Linked DNA regions of Mus musculus: region 2 is linked to region 1. Evidence: chromatin contacts called from public Micro-C data. All regions are on one chromosome and are shown on one strand. Each heading gives the region's core, a stretch centred on a gene start, on an enhancer-like site or on the middle of the called end of the contact. The rest is flanking DNA. Distances are from core to core; before and after follow the strand shown. Region 1 has its middle 18 kb from the start of Gm40387. Region 2 holds the start of Slc6a6 (solute carrier family 6 (neurotransmitter transporter, taurine), member 6).

Evidence for each region. Hi-C and Micro-C count contacts between places; a contact is called where the count stands out from the background.
Region 2: a contact with region 1 is called in a Micro-C map of muscle stem cells, with 5 times the contacts expected there. The contact joins the promoter of Slc6a6 here to the enhancer-like site in region 1. A contact is called at or near these places in 4 of 39 promoter capture datasets (the 3T3-L1 cell line, frontonasal cranial neural crest and liver), 1 of 15 datasets of contacts at CTCF or cohesin (the NIH/3T3 cell line), 14 of 484 Hi-C or Micro-C datasets (the C2C12 cell line, the HL-1 cell line, cerebral cortex and 6 more), 7 of 115 datasets of contacts at active chromatin or transcription factors (the SCID.adh cell line, bone marrow-derived macrophages, embryonic fibroblasts and 2 more) and 3 of 9 other capture datasets (adipose tissue, liver and pancreatic islet).

Annotation. Positions count from the first base shown.
Region 1 is chr6:91,639,142-91,646,544 of GRCm38.p6, forward strand. No RefSeq gene overlaps it. Among named protein-coding and RNA genes, the nearest start is that of Gm40387, 18 kb to the right of the region's middle. Within about 2 kb of position 4,065, at least 21 of the 459 cell types and tissues checked have an H3K27ac peak or open chromatin away from gene starts, as enhancers often do. A contact at or near this core is called in the C2C12 cell line, the HL-1 cell line, the NIH/3T3 cell line and 3 more, where this site is marked.
Region 2 is chr6:91,679,761-91,687,163 of GRCm38.p6, forward strand. It overlaps Slc6a6 (solute carrier family 6 (neurotransmitter transporter, taurine), member 6), which reads left to right and starts at 4,307. Exons shown (of 15, transcript NM_009320.4): 1 at 4,307-4,548. It overlaps Gm40387 (a long non-coding RNA gene), which reads left to right. Exons shown (of 3, transcript XR_869270.2): 3 at 1-989.

The DNA.
Region 1 (7,403 bases), core at 2,815-5,314:
CAGTAGAAGATGCTAGATCTCCTAGAGCTGGAAGTACAGAAGGTTGTGCGCCTCCTGATAGGGCTGCTGGCAATGGAACTCTGGAAGAACAATGCTGAGCCTTCTCTCCCATACCTCCCCCTTTAAAAAAGTGTGTGTGTGTGTGTGTGTGTGTGTGTGTGTGTGTGTGTGTGTGTGTGTGTGTGTTTCTCTGTGTGTGTTTATGTTTGCATATGTGTGGTGGTGTATGTGTAGTGTTTGTGGTGTGTGTGTCTGTGTGTATGTGGTATATGGTATATGTGTAGTGCATGTATCTGGTATATGTGGTATGTGTGTCTATGTGTGTGTGTGTGTGTGTGTGTGTGTGTTGGTGTATGGTGTAGGTGTAGTGTGTGTATCTGGTCTATGTGGTGTGTCTATCTGTCTTTCTGTCTATCTGTCTTCATGCTTATGTGCCTGTGTGTGTGCATGTATGTGGTATTTGTCTATGTACCTGTCTGTGTGTACCTGTCTGTGTGTGCCTTTCTGTGTGTGCCTGTGTTGTGTGTATGTGTGTGTGTGTGTGTGTGTGTAGTGATGGCATATGTGTAGTGTGTGTGTGTCTGTCTGTGTGTTTGTCTAAGTCTGTGTGTATGTGTGTGTATGTATCTGTGTGTGTTTGTCTGTCTGTGTGTCTGTGTCTGAATCTGTGTATGTATCTGTGTGTCTGTGTGTCTGTCTGAGTCTGTGTGTGTGTGTCTGTGTGTGTTTGTTTGTGTGTCTGTGTCTGAGTCTGTGTATGTATCTATGTGTGTGTATCTGTGTGTGTGTTTGTCTGTGTGTTTGTGTCTGTGTGTCTCTCCATGTGTGTATATCTGTATTAGTTAGGGTTCTCTAGAGTCACAGAACTTATGGATAGTCTCTAGATAGTAAAGGAATTTATTGATGACTTACAGTCGGCAGCCCAATTCCCAACAATTGTTCAGTCGCAGCTGTGAATGGAAGTCCAAGGATCTAGCAGTTACTCAGTCTCACACAGCAAGCAGGTGAAGGAGCAAGAGCAAGAGCTAGACTCCCTTCTTCCAATGTCCTTATATTGTCTCCAGCAGAAGATGTCGCCCAGATTAAAGGTGTGTTCCACCACACCTTTAATCCCAGATGAAAGGTGTAGCCCAGATTAAAGGTGTGTTCCTTAAACTCGGAGATTCAATCTTCTGGAATCCATAGCCACTATGGCTCAAGATCTCCAAACCAAGATCCAGATAAGGATCTCCAAGCCTCCAGATAAGGGTCACTGGTGAGCCTTCCAATTCCGGATTGTAGTTCATTCCAAATATAGTCAAGTTGACAACCAGGAATAGCCACTACAATATCTGTGTGTGTATCACATGTGAACAGGAGACCACAGAGGTCACTGAGTGCATTGGATTCCCTGGAACGGGAGTTACAAACACTTGTATGCCACCGTATGAGTGCTGGGAAACCAAACCTGGATCCTCTGCCAGGACAGGAAATAGTCTTAACCACTGAGCCATCTCTCCAGCTACCCTCTCGTTTTCTTAAACCAAGTTCTCATGTAGCCCAGGCTGGCCTTAAACTTGCTTTATCTAGGATGAATTTGAACTTCCGATCTTCTGTCTTCCATTGTCCCCGTGTTAGAGTGGCAGGAGGGTACTACCACACTTTTTGTTTTCGTTTGTTTTGAGACAAAAATCTCATTCCATCACCCAGTTGGCAATCCACCTCAGCATCCTGAGCATGGCATTCTGAGTGTGGGCCACCACGTGTAGCTCAGATTGGTGATTTCTAAGCCAAGCAAGGACAAGTGAAACTGGAGGGTACACTGAGGTGTTTCTGGGGAATACACTCAGGCTACTTTCTTCCCCTTCAAGGTCTCCTTCTGCCAGAGGTGACCCCAGTAAGTCTCACGGGTTCCTGACTCTTTAGTTTTGTTCCTGGCATTCAAGGCCCCTGGGATCTAGCCCTTCCTCTCCCAGGCCTAGTCTTTAAGCCCTGGTACCTGTCTACCACTCACTACCCCATCCCCGCCTTCACCTCATCTTCCCTTCACTGGAGCAACCCAAACTGCCCAGAGCAGAGGACACCCCAGGGAACAGACCTTTCAGTGCTCAGATCAAGACCATCAAGGACAAACAGGGCCATCTGGTCAACCTGCTTTCATCTCCCTGTTCCTGAAGCTTGAGCAGGACTCACTCACTCACCCCAGGGTCCACAGCCCTGGAGCCTCCCTCCTTGGCACAGACACTCTCCTCTGGATCTGTTGCCTGGCTTTGTGAATCAGAGCCAGTCTTAAGGGTAGAAGGGCAAACCTTAGAAGACCCATGAGGGGCTGGTGAGATGGCTCAGTGGGTTAGAGCACCCGACTGCTCTTCCGAAGGTCCAGAGTTCAAATCCCAGCAACCACATGGTGGCTCACAACCATCCGTAACGAGATCTGACTCCCTCTTCTGGAGTGTCTGAAGACAACTACAATGTACTTACATATAATAAATAAATAAATCTTAAAAAAAAAAAAAAAAAAGAAGACCCATGAGGACAGGGATGGAGCAGGAAGGAAGCAGAGGGGGATACAGCTGGGATTTGCAGTCTCTGTCTTTTTTGTTGTTGTTTAGGGTGGCCTTGGAACAGTGCTGAGCCCCAGATTCTCCTACTGCTAAATCAGGCTTGAGGTGCCATCTCTTCATAGGCACCAGTCAATAGCAGGTTGCATGATGGTGAGGACCAGCAGCTAGCAGATAGTGGGTCCAAAACCCACAGCCCAAAGCCTGGCCTTCTCCCACACAATCAGAATGTGGTACCTTGAGCCAGACCACAGGCTGATGTCCCCTTCCCGGGCCTCCTTGGGTAGTGAAGGTGATACTGAATTTGGAGATTACAGCCTGCAGCTCAAGCTGAGTCCAGCCACGCATCCTTAATAAGCCAATCAAAAGAGTTGAATTAACTGTAGAAAGCAGAAAAGGAGATTTATTCAGTGTGGCCACCTTGGGAAGAGGGACAGAGAGATCCAGAGAACCTCCTTAAGTCTGTCTTCGGGGTCCTGAAGTATCAACAAAGTTTAAATAGAGGCCAAGGATGTGTGCATCTAAGCAGCCCTGTTCAAGGTGTGGCCCCACCCCATCACTGACCCATCACTGTTTGGGTTTCAGTCTCCCCTTGTATGGCGGTCTGACAAGCTGTTAGAACTGTGAGAAATCTCTTTCTAGGAAACAAGTTCTTCTCTGGCTTCACCTTTTTCTTTTCCCAGTATGAGATTCCTGGGGACATTCCCATCTTGGGGGAGTCTATTGTTTCAATAGTCTGGAATTCAGATGGAGAGACACAAGTGTCTCTTTAGAACATCTTCATTTCTGCCAGGGCAGTTACAAAGGAACAGCCACCTAGACTTGTCCCCCACATTTAAGGTGGTCAAGAAAGGTCTGTAGGAGGTATGTCCAAAGAAGGGAAGAAGCCAAAACCCCAGGATAGCATGACTCTGAGAGGGAAGAAGAGGGACGAGCCTGTGCAAAGACCCTGAAGTAGAAGAGAGCTAGTGTGTCCTAGGCTGACAACAATGGCAGAGGCTGGGGGGGGGGGTCAGTCCCTCACGAATCTGTTTACATAGTTTTGTAAAGGAAGCTCACAGGAGCCTCATGACTCCTACTGGGGTGATACAGCAAATTCAGGGGTACGAGGCTTAGAATAAAAGTGTGTGTGCGGCTGGGGGCTTGGTGCTTGGAATTACCCTCTGATCCTGGTGGTACATGCCTTTGTGTCCCCACATCAGAGGTCACAGATGTGGCCTCCAGCCAGGATGCCCCCTCATGTAGGGCAGAGAGCTCCTGGGGATGGTGAGCACCTGGTCCTCTGTAGCCCTGGAGCAAGAGGCTGCATCCTTGCACCGGGAGCAGAAGTTGGGAAGCTACAGGGACTTCTTCCATCCCAGGGCAGGGCATCCAGGTGTCAGCAGAGATGTGGCAGCAAGGGACTGGCCTCCTGAGCTGAACAAGGTTTCTGACCCAACCTTGCCCTGCCCTCTCCCCCAGCCTTCCCCCACATACTTGCTCTCTCATTCATTTACACATGGAGACCCAGGCTGGGCTCCGGCTCCGGCTCCGGCTCCAGCTTCAGCTTCAAAATGAGTCACGTCCTATTTGTGGCCACAGAACTCAGATACTATCAAGAATCTTTAAGAACATTCTCAAAAGGGACTTGGCCTTTCAATGAAAACAAAGGCTGAAGAAGGTCTGCTGGGGGAAAGGGTGGGCCTTTCATTTCATCCTGGCACAGGGTCCGACTGTTGCAAAGACTGGTAGCAATAAGCCTAAGTGGTTTCCATTGTTGGGGGACAGGGCCAGTCACTGGGCTGCTTCCAGAAGTACAGAGATCCATGGAGGAGGAGATCCCTGAGTCCAGGGGAGCCACAGAAAGGAGTGTGTCATAGGTTTCCTGACTGTAGACAGGTGTAGCTGGCTCCTGGGCCCTGGGCCTGGAGCTCCTTGGTTGGTGCAAGCAAGCAGCTGCTCTGTCTTGTCCTCTGACCTTCCCATGAACCCCAGCTGGACACAGTGCTGTCTTTTCTCATCCCCAGCCAGTTGGTGACCGTGGGAAGGGGAACCTTCACACACTTGGCTTAGAGTGTCCCATGTGCCAGAAGTGAGAACGCTCCTCCACTCTGTGCCCTTTGGATGTCTGTCTTCTCAGGCCTCATCAGGATGCCTGCTTCCTGTCCCCTGCCCAGTTGCATCTGGCCTGGATATGGTAACATGGAGTAACCAAGGCATCCACAACCACCCAAGCCAGGAAAATAATCTGTGGTATTTCTTAACTGGGGGTGAGGGTGGGAAGAGGGCTCTGCTGCTTTGCAGATGACTGGGGTTCAGTTTTCAGCACCCAGATCAGGTGGCTCACAACCACCAGAGCCTCCAGCTCCAGAGGATCAAACACCCTCTTCTGGTATTCATGAGTATCTGCAGGTGTGTGTATACATATACACACAAACAGGTGCACATGAAATACATAAATGAACTTTTTTTTTAAATGAAGATGTTACTTGAGAATAAAAACTTCAGCCAGAGAATGGCATATGGGTACAGGCCTATAATCCCAGCAATAATAGGCTGAGGCAGGAGGATCAGAAATTCAATTCCAGCCTGGACTATGTGAGACTGTCTGAAAAACCCTTCAATCTCAGCACTCTGGAGGCAGAAGCAGGTAGAACTCTGAGTTCAAAGCCTGGTCTACCAAAGTGAGTTCCAGGACAGCCAAAGCTACATAGTAAAACCTATCTAAAACAAAAACAAAAAACCAAAAACAAATATTAACAAGCTATTTAACTTAAAACCAGACAAAAGAAATGTTGTAAGAAACACAGAGGATGTTCAACATAGACTGGGTACCCAGCTCAGTGGGTACGCACGAAGCTTAAAATTGAGTGTGGTGGCACGTGCCTGGGATCCTGGTAGGCAGGAAGTAGAGGCAGGAGGACCAGGTGGGAAGCGGGTCCTGTGGTGCTGATCCACAGGCCCTGGTTAGTGAGGCTGCACACCTCCCCGCAGGCCAGCCCTTCCTTTGCAGCCTCCTATTCTCCTCCTTCCTCCTCTCCTTTTCTTTTGATGACCTTGTCTCATTAGGCAGCCCTGGCTGGCCTCAAACACATTCTATAGACCAGGCTGGCCTCAAACTCTCAGAGATCTGCCAACTGCCTTCCCACAATAATTAAAGGCGTGTATCACCTAGCACCTGGCTTTTCTTTTGGCAGTGTGTGTGTGTGTGTGTGTGTGTGTGTGTGTGTGTGTGTGCGACGCGCACACATGCTTCCAGGCCATGCTGTTGGTTTTCTTGAGACTTGGTCTTCTGTAGCGCAGGCTGAACTGAACTCTGTAGGATGACATTGAACTCCTGAGCCTCCCGCTGCTGCCTTCCAAGCCTTGAGTTTGCAGGCGTACTCCAGGACTGAGGATGTGGCTTCTCGAGTATGCACAAATCGTTGTGTTCATTCCCAACACCACATAAACCAAGTATGGTGGTGAACGCTAACACTCCCAGTACTTGGGGAGTGGAGACAGGAGAATTTGACGTTCAAGGTTATCCCAGCCACACAGCCGGTTTGAGGCCAGCTTTGGTTCCATGGGACCCTACCTACACTGAGAGGGTAGAGGGGGAGGAGAGGGAAGAATAGAAAGGCCACACTAGAAGATTACATTCCTCTTCTCTGCTCAGTTTCCGCATCTGTGAGGTGGAATGAGAGGTAACAGTCCTCTAGTGTTCATCTTGTTTGTTGTCTTGTCCAATGTTCTGAGGAAGGCAGATTTCCTGGCTCAGCGTGAGGCACATAGTAGGTTTTTTTTTTAAGATTTACATAGCCATTAAGAGTCCTGCAGCCATCAGTTCTAACTCTAGTGCTACCATCCCTGGGCTGTTACTTTGGGTAAGTGACTGCGGTTTCTTGAGCCTCTGTTTACCGACCAGAAGATCCTGTGAGGATGGAACAGCTGCAGAACCCTTGCCCTGTGCTCCAGGGGTAAGCTTTCACCCCTCCCTGCCCCTTGCCTCCCCAGGACTGCACGGGTACTCGGGTACTGGCACGGGACCCTTTCTTTTCCTGCTGTGTCCTGTTCAGCCAGTGTTCATCATGTAGGTGTCTCTGCCGGGTATGTAAGTTCCCTTTCTGGCACAGACGGTCCTCACTGGGTGGTGGGTAGGTACCGTCCCTCTTCCCATAGCTTGAGGTGGGACTGGAACATGGAGCCTGAAGCTTGTTATGTCTCACACAAGTAGTCTTCGCTTATTGACCCTCAGTTTGCCTTCTCGACAAGATGGGGACAAGAACCAAGTTCTCCATCTATGTTCATTCCCACCCTGTCACCTGAGGAAGTGACCACGGATCACAGGCGCAGCCTCATAGTGCAAGTGATTTCTAGAAGAGAATGAGAGCAACTTGGCCTAACCCTCAAGGCTCACTTAGCGGACTTATGTAAGTTCCGAAACTTATTTTGCCCTGTAATTATGGCAGACTCCTGCGGTGACTGGGCCCCGGCCCGGGCTCGCGCCTTTGTGCCTGTTGGGACATACACCAGCATTTAATTTAATCCCCAAACCGGGCTTCCTTCCAGGTGGCCCTGGGAGAGCACCTCCCTCTGGGTCTCATTAAGCCTCCTGTCAACATGCCCACTCCAAGGGGGCTGCAGGGCCTTGGGGTTTGGGGGTGGGGGAGGACTGAGTGCTCACCCCATCCCGCCTCCTCTTCCCACAGATTCTTCCCTTAACCATCCTGGAGCCGGAGGAGCTTGCAGGGGGCTGATGATGCCCTGGATGGCTGTGTGGGCATCCCTGGAGGTGGCTCCCTAGGGACAGAGGGAAATGTCAGTTTACTGCAGGGGTCCACAGTTTGGGAGGGAGTCAAGTGGCTCTGACTCCCAGTTTGCACTGTTGTGTGCTTCTAGCAG
Region 2 (7,403 bases), core at 3,057-5,556, 41 kb after region 1:
TGATGTGACTGAGAAGAGGACCACCCACACACGGCCTAATAGCCCTGTTTGTCTCTTCAGGGTTATACTGGGGCATGGTACTCTGAATTCTATGAGGCTGGCCAAGAAGATCCTCGATCCTTTGCAGAGTTGGTGCCAAGTGGACTTCCAAAGCTAGCCAGATGGCCCAGCATGTGCTGTGCCTCCCTCGGCATTGTGGCTACTCTTGGTGACCTGACAGATAGGGCAGGAGATTCTCTGGCAGGGTCGGGAGGTTTTGTTCAAAGCCCTGATCGATTTGATGTCACTACTGAGAGCTGCTGAATAATGTAGTCTCAGTGGCATTTTACAAATCCCATTCACTGCACGCAGTAATAGCCACGGACCAAAAGCCTGGAACCTGGGCATTACCCTGCACACGTTCCCCAGGAGCTCTGCCTGGACATTGATTTCTCATTTCTGAAATGAGAAATTAGTCCCATTGGAATGTCAGCCAATATTGGCTCGTGGAAGGAACTTCTGCCTGCCTTTCCTTGAAGGACCTTCTAAGTGCCAATGGTTTTGGTGCCCTGTGTGCCCAACAGTTCTCTCTGAATCTTCCAGCTCCCATCTCTGGCCTGGGTCTCAGCTAAGCCTCCTTCAGGACCAGCTAGTGACATGGAGACATTTACAAACCAAGGAGTGCTATGATATCTCTCTGGAGGGGTCTCGTTCCACCGTGGGAGCGTACTCTTCAGTGCTAGATATTTGTGGCTGAGCAAGGGGCTCATTCTGACAATTTTCAAGAGAACCCAAAATTTCCTCTTTTAAACTTTTTTTTACATTCATTCATTCATTCGTTCGTTCACTAATGTGCACGTGGGTACCACAATGTATGTAGAGGTCAGAGTTGGCTCTCTCCTTCTATCATACAGGTTCTGCAGCTCAGGTTGGATCTCCTTTGCAGAAATTACCTTTGCCTGCTGAGCCATCCTTGCTGGCCCTCCTTGGTTTGTTTTTGAGACAGGATGTTATTAAACTTCAGCCAACCCTCCTGCCCCAGCCTTTAAATACTCTCTCTGTGTGTCTGTCTCTTTGTCTGTCTATCTTGACTGTCTGCCTGCCTGCCTGCCTGCCTGCCTCTCTGTCTCTGTGTTTGTCTCTCTGTTTCTCTGTCTCTGTCTGTCTGTCTGCTGCCCCCCCCCCCCCTGTGTGTGTGTGTGTGTGTGTGTGTGTGCGCGTGTGCGTTTGTGTGTGTGTATGTAGGTATGTACATTCAGGTGTTCTCAGAGTCCAGAAGAAAGCATCAGATCCCTTGAGGCTGGAATTAAAAGGTGACTGTGAGCTGCTTGCTGTGGGTCCTGGGAACTAAACTCTGGCCTTCTGCATGAGCAATTGGAGCTCTGTTGTTCTATCTCACTGGCCCCCTACTTATTTTATTTTATTTTATTTTTAAATTGTTTGACACAGAGTCTTGTGTAGCCAAGACTGGTCTCATACTCTCTGTCTCCAAGGCTGGACTTGAACTCCACATCCTCTATCTCCTAGATGCTTGGATTACAGGTATGTGCCATTGTGTTTGAGCAAATTATTTGAGACAGGCTCTTACTATGTAGTCCTGGCTACTCCGAAATTCACTGTCACCAGGATGACCTTAAGTTCACAGAGATTCACCTTCCTCTGCCCTCTAGGTTTAAAGGTGAATACTACCATGCCCAGATCAAAATAACAGTAATAAGAATATCATTATTATATAGTATTATTTTATAATTATATTATAACATATAATTATAACAATTATTATATAACACTATTAATAATGATTATTATCTATTTTTGTTTTTTGAAACAAGGTTTCTCTGTGTAGTCCTGGAATTGCTCTCTAGACCAGGCTAGCCTGGAACTCAAGAGATCTACCTGCCTCTACCTCCCAAGTGGATTAAAGGAATGCACTACCACCCAACAGCCTGAAATTATTTTTTTTTAAAGAGACTCAGTGTCTCTATGTTGTCAGGCCACCTCTAGACTCCTAGGCTAGGCAATCTTGCCTAAGCAGCTGAGCAGGTGAGGGTACATGCATTCATATATCAATTTTGATTCCTGGCAATGAACTCAAATCACGATGGATGGAGCCCACCACAGGCCAAGCAGCAGAACATCTGGGGCTGGATTCAGTTCAGGCTGCCCTGCTTGAGACTTCTGACCGCTCTGACAGTCCATGGCCTCTCACATGTTAAGTTCATACTCCATGCCTGACTGATCTGCTGCACCCACAGCCTGGGGCTGGGTTCTTCCAAAGCTCCCCTGGAAACAAACAGATGGTCTAGGTTTAGATTCCAGCCCTGTGACTCACTGGCCAAGCGTCCCCCAGGCCAGCTATTTTCTCTGTGGCTCAGTTTTCCCTTCTGTAAAGTGGGAGAACTAGCAGTGCTGAGCTCCCAGGGATGCTCTGGGGAGGGGCGGGTTGGCCTTGTTTACATGAAGTGAATTCTACCAGCCGGGAAAATGCTGAAGAAAGGAAACTAACTAAATAAATATAGTAGTTGCAGTGACCCAGATGTCACTCAGCTATGACCCCAGCTACCCAAGGGCTCTGCAGTAGGAAGGTGACTTGGAACCCAACAATTTGGGACCAGGCCAGGCAATGTAGTGCCATCCCTATCTCAAAATATAATACATACACACTTACATACACATACATAAATAAATGCAAGTGTAGCTGAGCACTTTCTGTGCACCAGGCCTGTGATGCTTTGTGTACTTGATGGGAGTTCGAGGACCAGATCTCACCGAGTTGACATTACAGAAGGGGAGACTGATGAAGGCCTGAGCCACCTCCTCCCATTCTTCCCAGTCATCCCTTGTGTGATACTGTGTCGATCATTCTTAGGCTCAGGCCTGCCCAGGCTTTCCGAATTGAATCCCTGGGCCTGCCAGGCCTCTGTGGCCTCCCCTGCCCTGACTCTTTGTAGAGTCCTGTGACACCATGCCTGCAGGCTTTTGCAGCCTTACAGCCCTTGCTTCCTCTGTTCCCCACCCCCACCCTTCTGTCTGCCCAAAGGCTCTGGGCTTCCTGAAGTCTGCTCTGGGTTCAAAACAGCCACTTTCCTACTCTCTGACCTACCCCCTGGTCTCAGCCCTTTGTGCTGTGGGTAATGAAATGTGAGTCTGGATTTTTTTTTTTTAAGACGGGTTTTCTCTGTGCAGCCTTAGTGGAACTCACTCTGTAAACCAGATTGGCCTTGAACTCAGAGATCTGCCTGTCTCTGCCTCCCAGCGCTGGGATTAAAGGCTTGAGTCACACCACCACCTTATTTTGCTTCTTGGTGTCTTATGCCAGCCTAGGACAATGGATTCAGGCTGGTCAGGTCTGGGGCTACCATTCCCAGTTTAAGAGACAGGATAGCCATGCTACATAATTGACACTTATGTGCAGAGAGAGTGGAGAAGAAAGAAAAGGAAGTGGGCAAGCAGAGAGGGGGAAGGCCTTACTGAAGGTCACACAGCGCCACCTCAGGCTCAGCCAGGCTGTGGGTGTGTACAATCAGATGGAGGACATGCTCATTCAAATAAGGACAAGAATAATGGCACACTCCCCATCTCCATTTAAAAATAGTCACATTTGCTGACACTCGTTTGGCACTTCCTAGGTGCCTGGTGTCCTGTTCAGACTCTTTACACTGTTAACCTTGGACCCTCCCAGCAGCCAGAAGTGATGAGTTCCACTATTTTTATTTCCGTTTTACAGATGAGGAAACTAAGACACAGAAGGTCTGGGGAACTTGCCTGATGTCACACAGCCACGACGAAGTCGGGGCGCTTCGAAAACACAGCCTCATGTGGGCCAGGGGTGGGGGTGGGGGTGGGGGTGGGGGACTTGGCCTCCATTATCACTTCCACGGCAGCTCAGCCAGGCTTGCAGAGCTGCACACTGGCCCTGAGAGGACTCGGGGCAATGGGGGAGGAGCAGATTCTGGTAGGGATCTAGCTGCTGCGGCAGCCACAGGCCTCGTCCACAGACCTAGGTGGGTGTGTTAGAGAGCGTTGTGGTGTGGTAATATCAGGACAGGAGATGAGCCAGGGGTCTGGGTCTCTAACTCCTCATCGCCTGCATGAGAGGCCTGAGCAGTGCCATTAGCCACCAGCGTTTGGATGGAGCATGAGGATGGGTGCGCGCGCTCGACGAGGCGAGCTCCGGCTCTTTGTGTGTCCGAGCTCGTGCGCGCGTGCGTGCGTGTGTGTGTGTGTGTGTGTGTGTGTGTGTGTGTGTGCGCGCGCGCGCGCGCGCCCCGTGTGTGGGCGTGGCCGACAGACCAGGCCCCTCCCTAGGCCCCGCCCAGGCCCGGCCAAGCTGGTATTTTTCCACCCAGCAGGATGGGTGATGCGGAGAGCTGCCTGTTCAGACAACAGACACGCGAGGTCAGGGAGAAGCCGCTTATAAATTACCGCTTCCTCCGCGCCGCCGCCAGCGTCGTGCTCCGGGACCTGGTTGCTGCCGAGCTCCCGTGCCCAGCCGCCAACGCCGCGATCGCCGCCAGTCCCGCCAGCCTCGCCAGCCCCGGGCCATCCGCTGTGGGCTTAGCCACCCAGGTACCCAGGGCGTGTGGGCCGCGACTGCAGCCCCCTCCCCGGGCCGCGCTCCGCCACCTCACCGGGTCCCTGCGGGTCTGGCCTCCCCGCGCTCTTTCATCCCCTTCACCCCTGAGGGAGGGACTGAGGGTCTCCTGTTCAGCTCTGCTGGAGAGGGAGTTATTGTTTCCCTGGCGAAGGGGCTGGGGCTGCTGGTGCGGCGGCAGGTGTGTGTGTGTGTGTGTGTGTGTGTGTGTGTGTGTGTGTGTCCCACGGGGTGCCTCCTTGTCCCTGGATGTCTCTGTTTCTGAGAGTGGCTGTTTCTCCACCCTAGGCAGCCGTGTACATGTGCGCCCCGGGGTGTGTGATATGACCAGGGCTATGTCCGGGGCTGCCTTACCTGAGTGTAGTGTGGCCGTGTGGCTCTGTCTTCTGATACACACACACACACACACACACACACACACACACACATCTTGCCTATGTGAACCTGTACGTGTGGCTGTGTCTCCGGAACCCTGGCCGTGTGCACGTGTGTGTGCCCGAATGTGCCTGGATCCCTGGATCTGTGGTTGGGGGCAAGTCTAGTGTCTTCTAGCTGTACCCGAGAGGCCATCCCTTGTGCCCAGTGGGCCCAATGGACATCTTTGGTTCTTCGTAGTATTTAGGAGAGGTAAAAGGGCGGTATGGCTCCAGGTGCTGCCTGGGTGTGGCACGCAGGTGTGACAGTCGCTCCCAGGCTTGAGTAGCAGGGCTGAGGCCCGAAACGACAGCCAGGGGCAATGGGTAGCACCAGCTGAACACATCTTCCTCTAGACTGCTCCCCTTCACTTTATGGGTTCCTCTTTTGGGTGGGAGGTTCTGGTCTGCTCCCACTGGGGAAGCCACACAAGGAACCAGTCTCAGGAACAGATCCTACAGTCCCAAAGCCTCAACCTAGGCTGTAGCCTGGCGGCAAGGGAGGCGTGTGCTCAGCAGGGCCACCGACCTGGCTATTTTGGTCACTGCCTGGCCTCTGCCAGATCCCTGCCTTCCCTAGGACCAGCCCCAAAGGCTTGGGAGACAGCCTGGGCCCCCATTTCCTGCCTGGGGAAATAAATCATCTCAAAGACTGGCCAGGCGCTTGACCCGGAGGGTCCTCGGACTGCGGATTGGTAGCACGTGGCTCCAATTGGATGTCAGTAAATTGGCCTCCGATTTGGCACAGCTAGCTTTCAAATAAATGTCATAGAGATCTTTTTTAAATTAAAAGAAAAAAAAAATTTTTTTTTTGTTGCTGGTAGGGAGGGGATCTCACTCAGAGTCTCTAAGCCAGAAGGAGTTTATTTTTATGAGAGAGCTGGTGAGTGCTTAGCAACGGCCTGCCTGCCTCCCTCTCTACCAGGGAGTCATCGGGGAGTGGGGGGTGAGAGGGAGGTGTTTTAGCAAGATGATGGTGGGTGGCTGGAGGGGGACCTAGGCACCAGCTGAGAACCCACAATAGGATGGTATTGGCAGATGGTTGGAGGTTGTCTTAGGCCTTGGTTCAGCCACTCAGTTAACCTTGGGCAGTATTTCTTGTCCTCAGTCTCTTCATCTGTAAAATGGGTGGGGCATACTACCCATTGGATATGTCAACTGGGGATCCAAGAGTCTTCTTGTCCCCAGAAAGACTGTGTTCCTCTTAATGGTGACCTTGGGTAGTTCTCTTAGCTTGGGCTTGGCTGTCCAGGCGACAAGGACGCTAAGGCCAGCCTCGCCTTGTCCTTGAAGGGATTGAGGGAGATGAGGCTGAATAAGCTTGTGGTAAGCTGTAAAGCCGGGCTCGGCTCTAGAGCTGCTGATTAGAGGGTGTCACGAGGTCTCAGGTCACTGTGGTATGTGGCAAGGGCCATGGTGCTGTCCGGAGAGAGCTTTTGTCCTTTGGGGATACCCTGGTACTGCCTGTAGCTCTGTTGTGGTCAGCCTTCCTGACTTTCTAACCCCCTCTGTATCCACATCTGCTTGGTAGAATCTGGAGGCTCAGGGCTGGGGGAACAGCCCATTCTATAGATGGGTCAATGAGAACTGCCTAGGAGCCTGCCTTGCTTGCACTATACAGAATTGGGATTCCAAAAAGCTTTGCCATGGCCAGCTGTACATTTAGGCTTCACGGCACTTGGGCCACTGATTTGTTGGGGACATTAAGATGGGGACATTAAGGTGGAGAAGGTTCTGGAGAAAAGGAGAGACAAAGGTATTCTGGTCCTTAGGGCTGGAGGGTGTATGGGTGGGGGTGGTCCTTAGTACCTTATATTCCTTCTTGCTTCTCTGCACCTTCCAGTGGAGCCCAGCTACCATCCATCCACCTGCAGCAGGTGTTGTGCCACCCCACCCCCACCCAACCCAAAGGCAGGCTGGGCACTGGGGGTGAGGGGGGCTCCCTGCTTCTAACCTCAACTTGTCAAAGGTTTAGTTCTCCGAAAGTTTCCAAAGGTCTCAGTGATAAGGTGCCATGAGTCACTGAGCACATTCCTGGAGACAGGAAAGAGCTGTCAATCACAAGGACTCCCTGGAATGTTGCCCAGCTACTGCCATTGCTGCGATCTGGGTGGGAATAGAGGGTTGGCCTGGGGTTCCAGCTGTGCCGACTGACTTTGGCAGTGGTTGTAGGCAAGAATCAGACTCTTTGAGGAGGCTGCAGCTTGCTTCGTGGTGTTTGTCAAGTTAGCCTAGCCAAAGAAGTTTGAATCTATGTGTTGTGTGGAGTAGCTATGGTTCTGGGGCATCCATGCCCTGGTGGAGAACTAGGGCTCTTTTTTTTTTTTTTTTCTAGACAGGGTTTCTCTGTGTAGCCTTGGCTGTCCTGGAACTTACTCTGTAGACCAGGCTGACCTCGAACTCAGAAATCCACCTGC